Linked DNA regions of Zea mays: region 1 is linked to region 2. A link is a contact called in public Hi-C data. All regions are on one chromosome and are shown on one strand. Each heading gives the region's core, a stretch centred on a gene start, on an enhancer-like site or on the middle of the called end of the contact. The rest is flanking DNA. Distances are from core to core; before and after follow the strand shown.

Evidence for each region. Hi-C and Micro-C count contacts between places; a contact is called where the count stands out from the background.
Region 1: a contact with region 2 is called in a Hi-C map of bundle sheath, with 4 times the contacts expected there. The contact joins the promoter of LOC100272373 here to the enhancer-like site in region 2. A contact is called at or near these places in 2 of 25 Hi-C or Micro-C datasets (bundle sheath and ear).

What each region holds. Positions count from the first base shown.
Region 1 is chr2:66,213,773-66,221,308 of Zm-B73-REFERENCE-NAM-5.0, forward strand. It overlaps LOC100272373 (Serine carboxypeptidase-like 46), which reads left to right and starts at 2,646. Exons shown (of 8, transcript NM_001156555.2): 1 at 2,646-3,037; 2 at 4,250-4,351; 3 at 4,508-4,603; 4 at 4,687-4,779; 5 at 4,892-4,971; 6 at 5,090-5,371; 7 at 5,468-5,592; 8 at 5,725-6,261. The coding sequence starts at 2,767. The coding sequence ends at 6,091. It overlaps LOC100282351 (60S ribosomal protein L12-like), which reads right to left. Exons shown (of 2, transcript NM_001374366.1): 2 at 6,638-6,867.
Region 2 is chr2:65,610,419-65,618,191 of Zm-B73-REFERENCE-NAM-5.0, forward strand. No RefSeq gene overlaps it. Among protein-coding and RNA genes, the nearest start is that of LOC103648186, 78 kb to the left of the region's middle. Within about 2 kb of position 3,218, at least 17 of the 20 cell types and tissues checked have an H3K27ac peak or open chromatin away from gene starts, as enhancers often do. A contact at or near this core is called in bundle sheath and ear, where this site is marked.

The sequences.
Region 1 (7,536 bases), core at 1,396-3,895, 600 kb after region 2:
ACTTAGATGCGGTCTACGTCTCGCTCGGTTGGGCTGGCCCGCTTAGCGCCTGGGCCTAAGGGCGGCTGTGTAGTTCGTTCGGCTCCCGAGTAACTCGTGAGTTAAACCCGAGTTTGGCTAGTTAAGAAGTGAGCTAAAATATTAGCACAGCTCTCGTGACGCATTTTAAATAAATCGAGCCATTAAGAGCACTCCCAACGCTCCAGCTCATATGGTTTCCATAGAATTTATTGGACTGCCATGTCAGCTTTTTGATGATGTGGCAAGAGATTTATTGTGAAAGAGAAGGAACCGGTTTCTCCCCTGAGAAACGAAGTCTACTCTCGCACCAAGACGCATGGAAACGACCAAAACAGCGTTGAACCCCGTCGGTGGTTTCCATACTAGTTTTCTTTCCCTTCCCCGTGAGAAACGAAGTCTGCTTTTTCTGTGAAGTCATTAAATGTGTTCTCTGCATGGAAACTGTTTTAAACCATTTGCATTGAGAAGATTAGTTTCTATAAGTGGTTCCTTGACTAGGTGGCAGCTATGGAAACCACTGAGCAGTTTCTGGGTTGGGAGTGCTCTAATAAGTCCTGGCCATGGTCAAAACACAGAGCGAAAAACGACCCGTTGGATGCCCTCGGGATTACCAGTCCTGCGTAACACATCATCGCTGGAGTAGCCGCAGAGGGCTGCTGCACTGTAGCCCGCAGGCCGCAGGTAAAAAAAGGGGGAGCTTTTACTTTTTATCGTCTGACAGGGTAACAGTGTTAGTATTTAGCAAGCGACAACGCTGTAAACCACCGTCAATTACTGTAACTAGCTGACTCTGCCGGCGATCCCATCTTTTCTCCATCCTCCTCTGCCAATGACAATGACGACGCGCCGTGGGCCCGCCCGGCCGGGTCACATGCACGCGAATGCGATGATGACGTGGCCAGCAGATCCAATAGCGGTTACTTTCGTATGCGCGCCCGGCTGCCCGAAGACATGGCCCACCGGCAGTCCGTGAAAAAAAAACTGGGCCCGCACCGTACGCAGCACGCCTGACAGACGCTACGGCTACACACACACCGATCAAACCAGATCAACCACACAACAAACCGTATGGCCTCTTTATACCATGGTCTTAAAAGGACCTTTACGGTGGTAATACATGTACAGGTACTCCCTGTTTTTTATTTTTGCGGTCCTAGCGTGAATTCCCTTTCGCAAAGATAGTTTTGCCAACGGCCTTAGTAAAATATAAAGTTCTTTTAAAAAACAGTTTGCAAAAAAAAAAGACACGAAAAGATATGTTCAGTATGTAGTATGGACCTTCGTGCCCACCTCTTCTTTACACCATGTCTGGTACGTCGGTCCAACACGATCTGGTAAGCCGAGATCTAACTTTTAGCGTGACACGCAATATTGTTTTTGAGGCCATGCTATCAAGTATCAAAGTCGTGGCACATATCATACTCATGCAGTACACTTGTGTACATGACTGAAGTTGGTAAAAACAAATCTACTTAGGTCCCCTTTGGCAGGGCTCCTACTATTCTCAAAACAGGTTCGGCTATGGCTCCTCTGGCTTCTTGGCTTCTCTAGAAGAGTCAGAGCCGTTTTGCAATTCATTTGATAAAACAGCTTCTGACGAGGAGACGGTGGCAGAGGCTGTAATTTCGTAAAATATTATTGTGTGCCGGATAGAAGGAGCCGGCAGAAGCTTATTTTCTCGTGCTTCGGCTTCTAATAGCAAAAACGGCTCTGGCTCTTTGATGGCTCTCGGTGAGGAGCCGTTTTTTTTAAGACCGTTTGGTATGGCTTCACGAAGAGCCAGAAAAGGAGCCACCGAGAGAGCCCTGAGCGTTAGGTAATAGATCGAGATTATGATATAATAAACCATGGCCTGCTTAACGGTTTCTAGACATCTTGTCAAATGCCTTTTGCATTAAAATGGTGTTTCCATATGTGTTTCCTAAGGTTTACAAGCTTCGCCCCCAAATTTTTTTCTCTCTTTTTTTTAAAAAAGATCTTGTAGGAGTGTTTTCTCTGCTTCCTCTGTTTCAAATAAGCTTATTTGACGTCTACGGAAATGCAGTGACAAGTGCATGGAAACCTGAAACATTGCCCCTGGCGTGCACCCACCATGGTATGCCAAGATCAGGTCGCTGTTTACTGCAATGAGGCAATGAGCAAGAGGTAAAAAAACACAGCAAGCCTGCCGGAATCTATGAAACAGATTAGTGCACAACGAACACTAAACTACACACCATGTTGCCACTAAAAACAAATATAATAAGGTGTCGTAGGTGGACTGTAAAAGATGTTATGTCAGATTTATGTGACGCGGAAGGAAGAGAAACATAGAGAGAAGAAAATCGGGTTGTTCACGGGTAGCTAGTTGAAAGCGGATTGTTTACGGACTCAAGACAATTTACGATAGAAAAAATGGTAGACACATTATTGAATATAAATATTATAACATTAAAGGGTTATTATATCAGTATATATTTTTAGTTAGCTATATACGAAATGACAATATCATAGATTCCACTGTTAGCTATAATTACTCGTATTAAACTCTGAACGAAGATAACTTAAGCAAGCATGTCCACCCACTTCACCACCTACACATATCAGACCTATTTATTGCCATGTACTGTATCGGTTTCACTCTCACCGCCCTGTGCCTGCAGCTGCACCCTGCAGCGCTCACTCGCTCACTGACTCACTCCCCTCCCCTGGCCTCCTCCTCCTCCTCCTCTCTCTCTCTCCACTATCTCCCACAGCCGAACCAACATGCAGGGGCGCAGCAGGGACGCCGCCACCATTGCTGCAGCGGTGGCGTGCGCAGCTGTGCTGCTCCTCGGCGACGCCTGGAGCGTCTCGGCGCAGGCGGCGGCGGAGGAGGACAAGATAAGCGCCCTGCCGGGGCAGCCGCCGGTGGGCTTCGCACAGTACTCCGGTTACATCCCGGTGGACGCCGCGGGGAAGCGCTCCCTCTTCTACTACTTCGCCGAGGCGGAGGCGGATCCGGCGGCCAAGCCGCTCGTGCTCTGGCTCAATGGAGGTAAACTTCCACCTTGATTGTCGGCACAGCATACCTTTTGTCACTGCGCTGTGCATGCTGCTGCAGCATTATTGCCTGCTGCCTGTGTGGCTGTGCTGTGGATGGGGATGAAGGAGAAGGGGGGAGAATCCATGAAATAGCACTTGTTTGAGACGACGTTCACGAAATAGCATCCGATTTCAAGAAATTCATAGAATAGCACTTGTTTTACCAAATTAATTCAGAAAACAACACTCTATCTATATTTTGCATTCTTTTATTGCTTACCTCACATACAAATGGACCAAATTACCCCTATTTATCACAAACTTCTTTTTTATCTCTTATGTCCATAAGAACAACATAAATAAATAAAATATATAACTTCTATTTTTATAGTGTTTAATGGACCAAATATGTCTAATTTTAAAAGTTCGACGACCGAAGATACCTGGTTCTAAATTTAATAGTTAAATATAGACTTCTTCGTTCATAAAACATATGTGTCTATTTGTATGTTTAACACTATAAAAATAGAGGTTATATATTTTATTTATTTATGTTGTTCTTATGGACATAAGAGATAAAAAAAGAAGTTTGTGATAAATAGGGGTAATTTGGTCCATTTGTATGTGAGGTAAGCAATAAAAGAATGCAAAATATAGATAGAGTGTTGTTTTCTGAATTAATTTGGTAAAACAAGTGCTATTCTATGAATTACTTGAAATCGGATGCTATTTCGTGAACGCCGTCTCAAACAAGTGCTATTTCATGGATTCTCCCAGGAGAAGGGGGGAGAGCTCAGGTTTCAGTGCAAGTGCACCTGTGACCAAGTATTTTGTCTTGTTCAGTCCCTACTCCCAAAACAAACATTATAAAAAGGTCTAAATTTTTTTTCCCATAGTAACAGACATAAATAGAGAGCTAAAAGTGGGCTCGTGATTTAAAATTTTAAGAAACTATTCCAGTTGGACTTGTGAAAAATAAGAACATTTGCAAAATAGGAAAGCAAAAAAGGCTCCATAAACATCTTTAGTTCTTTATAGTGAGGCCGTGTAGGATGACTGGATGAGATCATCAGATTCCCTCTAGGATTCTTATCAGGATGACCTCCTTGTCCCCCTACTGTCCCTCTCTTTGTTTTGTTTTGTGTTCTGCTACCAACGCAATGTTTTGTTTGTTTTTCTTGGAGAGAGATTATGCTGAATGGTTCCCACATGCATGTGAGTGTAGGGCCTGGGTGCTCATCCGTGGGAGTGGGGGCGTTCTCAGAGAATGGGCCGTTCAGGCCTAGCGGCAATGCGCTAACGAGGAACGAGTACAGCTGGAACAAAGGTGAGCGTTTCTTCTTGTATGTTGCGGTAGCTATACCAAATGGTGTACGTGTACTACTACAATGGCTGGTGCAAAAAAAGAAGAAGGAGGACAGGAAATTAGGAAGTGTTAAAAACTCCCCTTTTGGTACCCCTGTTTGCTGTGTGTGTGTTTCAGAGGCCAATATGCTGTATCTGGAGAGCCCTGCAGGGGTTGGCTTTTCATACTCCACTGATCCTGCCTTCTATGAGGGTGTTGGTGACAGCATGACAGGTGAATCACAGATTATTTCTTTCTTTCTTTTCCACACTTGCAGACCCATATAATTCGTCTTTGGGTGTTTTGGATTTCTGAAGCCAGAGACAACTTGAAGTTCTTGCAAGGCTGGTTCGCCAGGTTCCCGCAGTACAAGGGCAGGGACCTGTATATCACAGGAGAGAGCTACGCTGGTGAGTAGAGCCATTTGGCTCCACTAGCATAGCACATTAGCACCTGAACTGAATCTGTGGCTTCATACATAGTCCACCTTCTGAATCAGCAGGATGTTGTTTCTCTTTCCAGGCCACTACGTTCCACAGTTAGCCCAGCGCATGGTTGAGTTCAACAAGAAGGAGAAGCTATTCAACCTGAAAGGCATTGCTGTAAGCAAACCACTGGCAAGCTTAGCAGACCAACGACACAGCGATCTTGTGAACAAGACCTGTCATTTTTTTCTCTCTCTTTCACCTGTCCTTTTGATCCTGTGAACAAATGAAACAGCTTGGCAACCCTGTGCTGGAGTTCTCCACCGACTTCAACTCGCGGGCGGAGTTCTTCTGGTCGCACGGCCTGATATCGGACTCCACCTACAACATCTTCACGACGGTGTGCAACTACTCGCGGTACGTGAGCGAGTACTACCGCGGCTCCCTGAGCACGGCCTGCGACAGGGTGATGAGCCAGGTGGCGAGGGAGACGAGCAGGTTCGTCGACAAGTACGACGTCACCCTGGACGTCTGCATCTCGTCGGTGCTCATGCAGTCCCAGGTCCTCGTCCCTCAGGTCGGCAGGCCACCGCTGTCCATGCAATGCATCTCGTTCTCGTCGTTGCGCTGAATATATATGGTGGTGGTGGTGGTGACGCGTGCGTGCGTGCAGCAAGGGAGCAGGGAGCTGGACGTGTGCGTGGAGGACGAGACGATGCGGTACCTGAACCGGAAGGACGTGCAGCAGGCCATGCACGCGCGCCTCGACGGCGTGCAGAGGTGGACGGTCTGCAGCAGGTGAAGGCCAAAGCGTGTGCCTACGACTCTTGTCTTGCCTTGCCTTTTGCGTGCTCAGCTAGCTCTCTCTTACTGGCTGACTGCCTGCGCTGCGCTGCGTTCACGATTGATGGATGGATGTATATGTAGCAGCGTTCTGGAGTACAAGCAGCTGGACCTCCAGATCCCGACCGTGAACACCGTGGGCGCGCTCGTGAAGGCGGGCATCCCCGCGCTGGTGTACAGCGGCGACCAGGACTCGGTGATCCCGCTGACGGGCAGCAGGACGCTGGTGGGGCGGCTGGCGGCCAGGCTCCGGCTCAACGCCACGGCGCCGTACCGGGCCTGGTTCCAGGGGAAGCAGGTGGGCGGGTGGACGCAGGTGTTCGGCGGCGGCGCCCTGTCCTTCGCCACGGTGCGCGGCGCGTCCCACGAGGCGCCCTTCTCGCAGCCCGAGCGCTCGCTCGGCCTCTTCAGGGCGTTCCTCGCCGGACAGCAGTTGCCGGAATCGTTCCAGTGACGACGGAACGTTCCTCTTCCTCGTCTAGTGTATGTTCATTGTAAGCGTGTACGTGCAGCTCACCGTATGTCGTCATCATCCGGCCGCTCGACACTGGCAAAACAACCCAAATGGGTTCTTGTTCTTCTCCAGGTGTAATCAGGACGAAAATAATATCATTGGGAGGGATGAGATTGTGTGTCGTCGGATATACCGCGGACGGCTTTCAATGTTGTAGGCTTAGTACAACTGTAATATGCACATGCTGGTTCAAATTTGGCATGTGAGGCGAAGAACCTGGAGATTTGGAACCAGAAATCGATCGTGGATGACGGAGACCAACCGCGCCACCCACGTATCAATCCTCGGTTACGAGTAGTATTGGACGTAATTAAGACCTAGTCACTGTAATTACCTTGTTGTACAATATATACTGTGGCTATTTGATGCTACATAATTAGACATTCAAATTAACGGGATCCCGGTTGCACAACAGTTGCACTGATTTGCCAGAGTTAGGGGTGGTTTTTGATTTTTGAGTTAGGGTTTTCAACTTCAAACAGGTGATGCTTAAAACTCTCCATCCAACAAAGAACAAAGGTGTGGTAAGGTGCTTAAATCTCTCCATCCAACAAAGACAAAGATACGGTGGTAACATTGAGGTCTCTCACAAGATATCACTAACATAGCTAGACAAAAGAAATAGATGGCTCGCGTTGCTTGAAAAAGGTACATCGACAGCATGCAGAACAACAACACTTCAGCAGCACCAATGGAAGTCCCCTTCGATGTCTAGTCTGCGTAGACAAGAAATGAACGTAAGGCATGCATATATATATATATATATATATATATATATATATATATATATATATATATATATATATATATATATATATATATATATATATATATATATATATATATATATATATATATATATATATTATATATATATATATATATATATATATATATATATATATATATATATATATATATATATATATATATATATATATATATATATATATATATATATATATATATATATACAGAGGATTTCCTCCTCTCTTTTCAGCAGGAAAGAACAGCATTAGTGGCAAGGACTGCTCAACGTCAATCACATGTTGGATCTCATGATTGAACATAGGCAATGTCGTCCGACTGAGATGTCCAGCAGAAGGAAGACAAGTTGACCAATAACAGGGTACCAACAGTAAATTATTGACAGGAAGATATGGAATTTGGTGCAACACTTACACGCCAGACAATGAATTCATGTCTAAATAAGGCTAAAATATTTTACCAAATCTTGGCATAATCTGCAGCTATATGATCCATCCGCATGCAAATCGAAGCACAAAACCATTTATTTCCACTACTGACTGACCGAATAAACCATAACAATTATGTCATTGGATATCTGGATCGCAATGAAGCAAACAATTGGAACAAACAGTACT
Region 2 (7,773 bases), core at 1,968-4,467:
TCCCGCATGAATCGGGAAGTCGCGGCGCGATGCTCCGAGGGGTACCCCTGCCTTCGGGAGGCAGAGCTTTCGGCCCGTCAGACCGCGGCATCCTCCAGGAGATTCTTGAGCTCTCCCTGGATACGCCGCCCTTCGGTGGTCGATGGTTCCGGCATCGCGCGGAGTAGTATCGCTGCTGCAGCCAGGTTCTGGCCGACCCCACTGGAAGCCGGTGGCGGCCTTGCCCTGACGTCGTCGGCAATGCGGTACTGGATGCCCTGGGGTGGATGACGAGCTTCTCCGGCCGGAGCTTGGTCTGCCCATTCCTGCCCGATGTTTCACCGGAACGGCTCAAGTGTTCCTGCTCCCTCGTCGAGCCTGGCCTGCATCTCGCGGATTTGCTCGAGCTGTGCGTCCTGACCCCCCGTAGGGACTGGGACCAAAGCTAGCTCCCGAAGGATGTCAACGCGAGGCGCAGGCCTAGGGGGATCGCCGTTTTCCGGCATACCAAGATGGTTGCCTTCACCGGGACCCCCTAGATCGACGTGGAAACATTCACGACTTGGGCCGCAGTCCTCGTCGCCGAGGCTGCGGCTACCATCGGAACAATCGGAGAGGCAGTAGTCGCATGCGGTCATGAAGTCCTGCATGGCACTGGGGTTACCGAGCCCGGAGAAATCCCAACAAAAGTCGGGCTCGTCATCTTCCTCGAAACCCGAGGGTCCGTAGGTCGAGACGGCCGTCAGTCTGTCCCAGGGCGACCGCATATGGTACCATGGAGGGTTGGTACATGCCTCTATGAAGGCTTCCACCAAAGCGAAGCCGCTCGGTGGGTCGAGGCTGAATCCAAAAGGCGCGAGATGGGAATCGGTCAGTACCTCTTGGTCGACGGGCGGTGACGAAGTCGCGTCAGGGGCAGACTGCACCGTTGTCTCAGGTACGAGGGCGACGCCCAGCAAGTCCTTCGCGAGCGTGCTGGCGTCGTCCGTCTGCTCGGAGTTGGCGTGTTGCGGGGAAACGGCGCTCGTCTTCGTCTCAGACGCAAGGTTGAAGCCCGACGTGTCCCCCGCTGGGGCGCCGGCGTCGTCGACTTGCTCGACAGCCGACGAGGTGCCGCCTCCTGCTTGACCATGGTTGCCCCACCTCCTCCTCCGTCGGCGGGGGAGGTGGCGGGACAAACCCGGATGTTGTTCTTCCGCCACGTGGGGAAGATGTCGTTGATTCCGCCGCCGGCGGGTGGGCTGACGGCCGCCATTGTCGCTGTCGCGCGGCGGAGGAAGGAGTACCATGTCGTAGCCGCCGTCGAGGGACATGAACTCAAGACTCCTGAAACGGAGCACCGTCCCGGGCTGGAAAGGTTGCTGGAGACTACCCATCTGGAGCTTGACGGGAAGTTGTTCGTCAACACGCAGCAGGCCCCTACCTGGCGCGCCAACTGTCGGCGTTTCGACCCCGGGGGGTCCCTGGACCGACGAGTGAATTGTCGCCGCGTGTCCCAGCCCAGATGGGTCGGCGCGAGATGGAGCACGAAGGGGGGAAGAGAACAGGCAAAGGGGAAACTCGCGGCCTTCGTGTTGCCCTGCGCCCAGGTCGGGTGCGCTTGCAGTAGGGGGTTACAAGCGTCGGCGTGGGAGAGAGCGAGTGACTTAGGCGTCAGCCTGCTCCCCCGTGCGGCCAACCTTCTCGTACGAGAGCCCTGGACCTTCCTTTTATAGGCATAAGGAGAGGGTCCAAGTATACAATGGGGGGTGTAGCAATGTGCTAACGTGTCTAGCAGGGAGGAGCTAGAGCCCTAAGTACATGCCGTCGTGGCAGTCGGAGAGGTTTTGGCACCCTGTTCATGTGATGTCGTGGCCGTTGGAGGAGAGCTGGAGCCCTGCGGAAGGACAGCTATCGGGGTTGTCGAGTCCTTGCTGACATCTCCTTGCTTCCGTAAGGGGCTGAGAGCCGCCGTCGTCATGGAGCACGCGGGGCGCCATCATTATTTGTTTTCCGGGGCGAGCCAGATGGGACGCCGGTCTTGTTCCCTGTAGCCTGAGCTAGCTAGGGGTAGGGTAATGATGGCCTTCCTTGCGACGTGGCGAGTCCGAGCCCGAGGTCGGGCGAGGCGGAGGCTCCTCCGATGTCGAGGCTGAGTCCGAGCCCTGGGTTCGGGCGAGGCGGAGTTCGTCGTCTTCCGGAGCCGAGGCTGAGTCCGAGCCCTGGGGTCGGGCGAGGCGAAGTCCATCTTCCGAGGCCGAGACGGGGGCCGAACCCTGGGGTCAGGCGAGGCGGAGCTTCCTATGTCGCCCGAGGCTGGACTTAGCCGCTGTCAGCCTCACTCTGTCGAGTGGCACAACAGTCGGAGTGACGCAGGCGGCGCTGTTTTCTTGTCAGGCCGGTCAGTGGAGCGGCGAAGTGACTGCGGTCACTTCGGCTCTGTCGACTGAAGAGCGCGCGTCAGGATAAGGTGTCAGGCCATCCTTGCATTAAATGCTCCTGCGATATGGTCGCTTGGCGTGGCAATCTGGCCAAGGTTGCTTCTCTGTGAAGGCTGGGCCTCGGGCGAGCCGAAGGTGTGTCTGTTGCTTGAGGGGGCCCTCGGGCGAGACGTTAATCCTCCGTGGTCGGCTGCCTTTGCCCGAGGCTGGGCTCGGGCGAGGCGAGATCGTGTCCCTTGAGTGGACTGAGCCTTGACCTTAATCGCGCCCATCAGGCCTTTGCAGCTTTGTGCTGATGGGGGTTACCAGCTGAGATTAGGAGTCTTGGGGGTACCCCTAATTATGGTCCCCGACAAAAGGATTATAAGACATTCTTTATTAATCAAAGTAAATAAGTAATGAGTATTCATTTTTTTAGCTTCTAAGTTTGTCACACCTTTAAAATAACATTTTCCTAAAGTGTGTGCATATTTAAAACCATTTGCCTAATTAAAAGAAATAGAATAGTTACTATAAATATAAAATGAAACCTGCATTTCATGTTGGAGTATATTGTTTGTGCATTTAGAAGTTTGATATTCAAAACTTTGGTTGAATTTGAACCTTGGATTGAAAATAGAAAACAAAATAAAAAGAAAGCAGGAAAAGAATAAAAAGAAAAGAAAAGTAAAAGGCAAACTTACTAGCGCCTGGGCCAAAACCCATCTGCAACCCATCTCTGCGCTAGCCCAGTCTTCACCACGCGCTCCCGCACCTCCTACATCACGCGTGGATCTCTATGTCTGTCGTGTGGGCCACCTCGGGCAGTCTCTACATCACACGCGCACTCGGACGTCCCCCTACCATGTGGGCCCGGCTAATCGTTCGCACAAGCCACGCCTGCGCCTCACCCTGCCCGCTCTAGTGGCCGACCTATGGACCCTGTTGCCTGGAGCCCCTTCTTCTCTGTGTTGGTTGCAACAAACTCAAAATGGAACCACAGAGATCTCGTCGTAGCCATCGCTACTCAAGCTCAGCCATCTCAACAACCACTCCCGCGATGCAGGGATTTGTTCACCTCCCTGCCCTTCTCAGGTTCATGCCTGCTATTATATAGATAGCCGAGCTCCTCACCTTAGGCCATGAGCACCATTGCAGGGTAGTTTGAACTAGGAAGATGAGGGGAGCCGCTGCACGAGTAGCGCATCTGCGCTGGCATTCGAAGAAGGCAAAGCACTATCCTTTACTCCTGGCAGCTCTCTACAATCATATATTGTCCTCACAGATCAACACGAGTCTTTTGTGCGCACTTTGTCCTCACTCATGTGCACTTAAGAAAACTACCCGGCCGGTCACCCATCCCAAATTGCTCCAAGCTAAGCACGCTTAACTTGGAGGTTCTTTTGAGATAGGCTTCCGAAAAAGAAGATGCACCTTGTTGATATGAGTATATTATTAATTCTATTAAGCCTTGGGCTAGGATATCACCTTCCACCGAGGCCAGGATATCACAATCCACCCCTTTAGAAGACCGACGTCCTCGTCGATCAACCCTATTCTAGGAACCTCCCCTCTTGGCCACGTCCGTGTGTCTAGTATCATCATATGCCATGTCATGTGACCACTTCAGGCCCACATGTGCCATATACCCGAACCCCTAACTCACACACGCCCGTGAAACCAAAAGGGTCGGCTCTGATACCACTTGTAACACCCTGTTCACTCCTGAACCGGTAGTACTTACTCCTAGCAGCTCTCTACAATCATATATTGTCCCCACAGACCAACACGAGTCTTTTGTGCAAACTTTGTCCTCATTCATGCGCACGCGAGAAAACTACCCGGTCGGTCACCCATTCCAAATTGCTCCGAGCCAAACACACTTAACTGGGAGGTTCTTTCGAGATAGGCTTCCAAAAAGAAGATGCACTTGTTGATATAAGTACACTATTAATTCTATTAAGCCTTGGGCCAGGATATCACCATCCACCAGGGCCAGGATATCACAATCACCGGGAGAGGGCCACGTCTGCTCGGCGCCCAACCGAGCAGGGCGAGGGTGGAACAGTGGGATTTCTCACCGGAATGCGAGGGCATCGCGGAGCACGTGGACCAGAATACTACTGCATCCTTGTCAGTAAGATGCCCCTAGAATACTCGTTATCATGACTGCTTGGTATTGCATAGATCAATCGGGAGCTTGTATGGCGGGAATCGTGAATCGGCGTGCGCCGGCCTTGGCCGTCGCCGCCTGTTGCCGTCGGGAGGAGTCAATGGTCTCTGTCCGTTAGATCTTCAGCTAACACGTAGGATTAGAAGTACGTAACCATTCTCGGTAATTAAATCTCAGTCGTGGGATCAGATCAGGCACTATGGAGTGTTGAAGGGTTCTCGAGCCTCAGATGTGATCTAACGGCATGGATTGCGACCGTTTGATGTGAGTCCCCATCTAATCTAGGCCACATGTTTTAGATCTGGCGGCCCACATGGGTCGATACCCCTTCGGCCCTGATATTTTGCATAAGAGACCCTATGGAGGACACTAATAAACCTGTGGTCCATTGTTACATCATGGATAGGTCCTATCTCTTGCAGTTTAGCCCCTATTTTCTTAGATACTAGAACCCGAGACCCAGACTAGATTTATGATTTTCGCAAATTGATTTTGAAAATGATTTTACGTATAAAATTAATCCATAAATCTTTGAAACTTCTTACTTCTCCGTTCTAACTCCGATTTTAGTGGTTCTCGAATCTAAAATCTCGTAGCAATGCGTAGAATATTCTTACGCAGTTTGTTCTCATGTTTTGATGTAATGTTATCATAGCCATCCATTATTTGTTTATTGTATGTATTGCTACGAATAGAAGCGAGGTCGCGAGGAATCTGAAGCCCAATTTGGAGAAGTACCTAGAGTTGCATCAAAAAGACAAGTTGTGTCCTTGATCACATTCTTTGACCTAATAATGATCTGTTAATCACCATGGCACTGTTAGGTTAAGCTGATGGGACCTAATAGGTTGCCTAATTTCTTTACCCTACACCTTGCAAACAAATGAACTATTGAGTAGTCTTGCTATTGCTCTGCCTGGTTTTTATCTATACGATTTATGATCATGTTCCAATATGATTTATTATTGCTGGTATACTCTCATGCATGATAAGATAACTTTGTTTAATTGGAACATGGAGCGACTACCCGAGAAAATAGTGCTACAACAAGGGTGGAATGGGACGCCCTTGGCCAATTAATTAGAAAAGCTAGGGAGAGATTGCCTTACCTAAAAGGGACGATCGGGGAGTGAATCGCTATAGAGTATACGGAGGTTCTTGGGTCAATTGTTTACCTTACCCAAAAGGGAGAGAATCGCTACAGAGTATCAGGGAGTGAATCACTACAGATTATAGGGAGGTGGGCACCAATATTGATTACTTGTTTTTTATTCCTTCAGCTTATAAAAAATAAGGCAACATGATTAGATTAAGCTTCGTCTTTACACTTTAGTTCTCCTTCCTCGAAGAGAAGGTGAATTTAAAGGATGAAGATGTAAAAAAGCAAATGAAAGAAATATGAAAGACACTCAAAATTATACATAATGCACAAATAAGACACACAATCTAGTCTCACAAGATATTACTTTCACCTTCCTTTTTATTATTTAGTAAAGAGTTACATATATACCTTCAACTACGTAAGGATACAAGGCCAAGGTAGGAGAAATATAACTTCGTAGGTAGAACGACACGTTTCTCTCTAGCCAAAAGTGCGTCCAATGTACAACATTGTTCATTTATTTATATGTGTGGGGTACAATTTCGGCGAAATTACAATTGTGCCCTTAAGCCTATACATCTGAACTATCAAACATGTTGAGGGTAATGATGTATTTTTCTCTTGTTGTCTTGATGAATAAGCTTTGAAGACTCTTCGTAGTTTTGTCCAGCTTCGTCAATCACGCGTGCACATTATTTGTCCGAGGCTGCTGCCTTCATGCTCACGTCTGCGATTGTTCCATACGAGGATGGCCTTCGTTATTATACCTGTAATACTTAAAACAGGCTAGAGAATGGCTGTTAAATTAGTGCTTCGAGGACATTCGAAAGAAGAAGCCTCCCAACAGTCTTCATTGCAGTCATCCATTGGTAATAGTCGTTGCATGTCTTAGAATGACCTAGAGGTTGCAAGGCTGCAAGACTAGATAAAGCAGCAAGAGAAGAATTTGCCAAGCTCCAACAAGAGTATCTAGCTTCTTACAATGCACAAATGTAGGCATCGTTGCAAGTAAGAAATGTCAATACACAATGTAACTAGTATTTTGAGATATGTAAGTCCGAACACTTTGCAATCATATAGTCCTTGGCGCAGTAGCAGGGCAGCACATAACATTCCATCATGGCAGATGCTTGCAGTTTGGATGTTGCAGAACTTGATTGATTCAATCTGTATTAGTATAGTTTAGCCAAACCTACGCGATTCTACAAAAATTTAACTTTTCAAGCTATTTTAATTTAATCTACCTAAACTTGATTGATTCTAACTAAACTTATTACGTATCACAGGAATCAGGAATACTTGCACCAGACTACCTCTCAAACTTCATCGCCACAAATACCAACACCGAAAAATGGACGTGAGATGCACTTATCACTTCTTGTTATCATTATGAGATTTGTTCTTGTTCGTTTTTAACTTAATGTGTATTATACTCTACAGGATCCTCACTCGGCATCCCAGTTTGTTAACAACTTGTTTTGTCTCCAGAGGTAGCACTCACAACTCGAATGACGCTCACGTTATGTAATCTCGTTTGTGTACTAGACTTGATCATTTATGAGTTAACAACTTGTATGACAATGGAGTTTGTAGTGACTACGGATGGAATTATGTATTGATACTTATGTGTGTGATGAAAATTGTCGTGTTGATTTGAGTTGTGATATATGTGATGTGATGGATCTGGTGTTAATGTTACATATGTGTGTGTCAAAAGATACGAGAGCCTACGACTAACGCACTTGTTGCATCATCTTGACTTGGTCGATAATATTCACACGTACCCAGGTGTTGAAAAATCATAAAAATTGATTAGGTCACATGATAAAAAAATATAGTATAATTTAGGCATTGCGTATTGTTGAGCGTACCATTCTTATCCTTATATCCACTCGAAGCAACACGACATTGACAAAAAGGTAGTAATATAATATTAATTAACAAGTACTATAGCGCAATATGCTCCAATTGTACGTTCGCGAGAGAAAATACGAAAGACTCAAATAAAATAATACATGGTCAAAAGATGCACTGTGGAGGATTAATTGGAGTGAGAAGAAGAACATGGACAATATTGTTTTGCTTGTTGACTTTTTAGAACCCGGGGACGACTATGATGT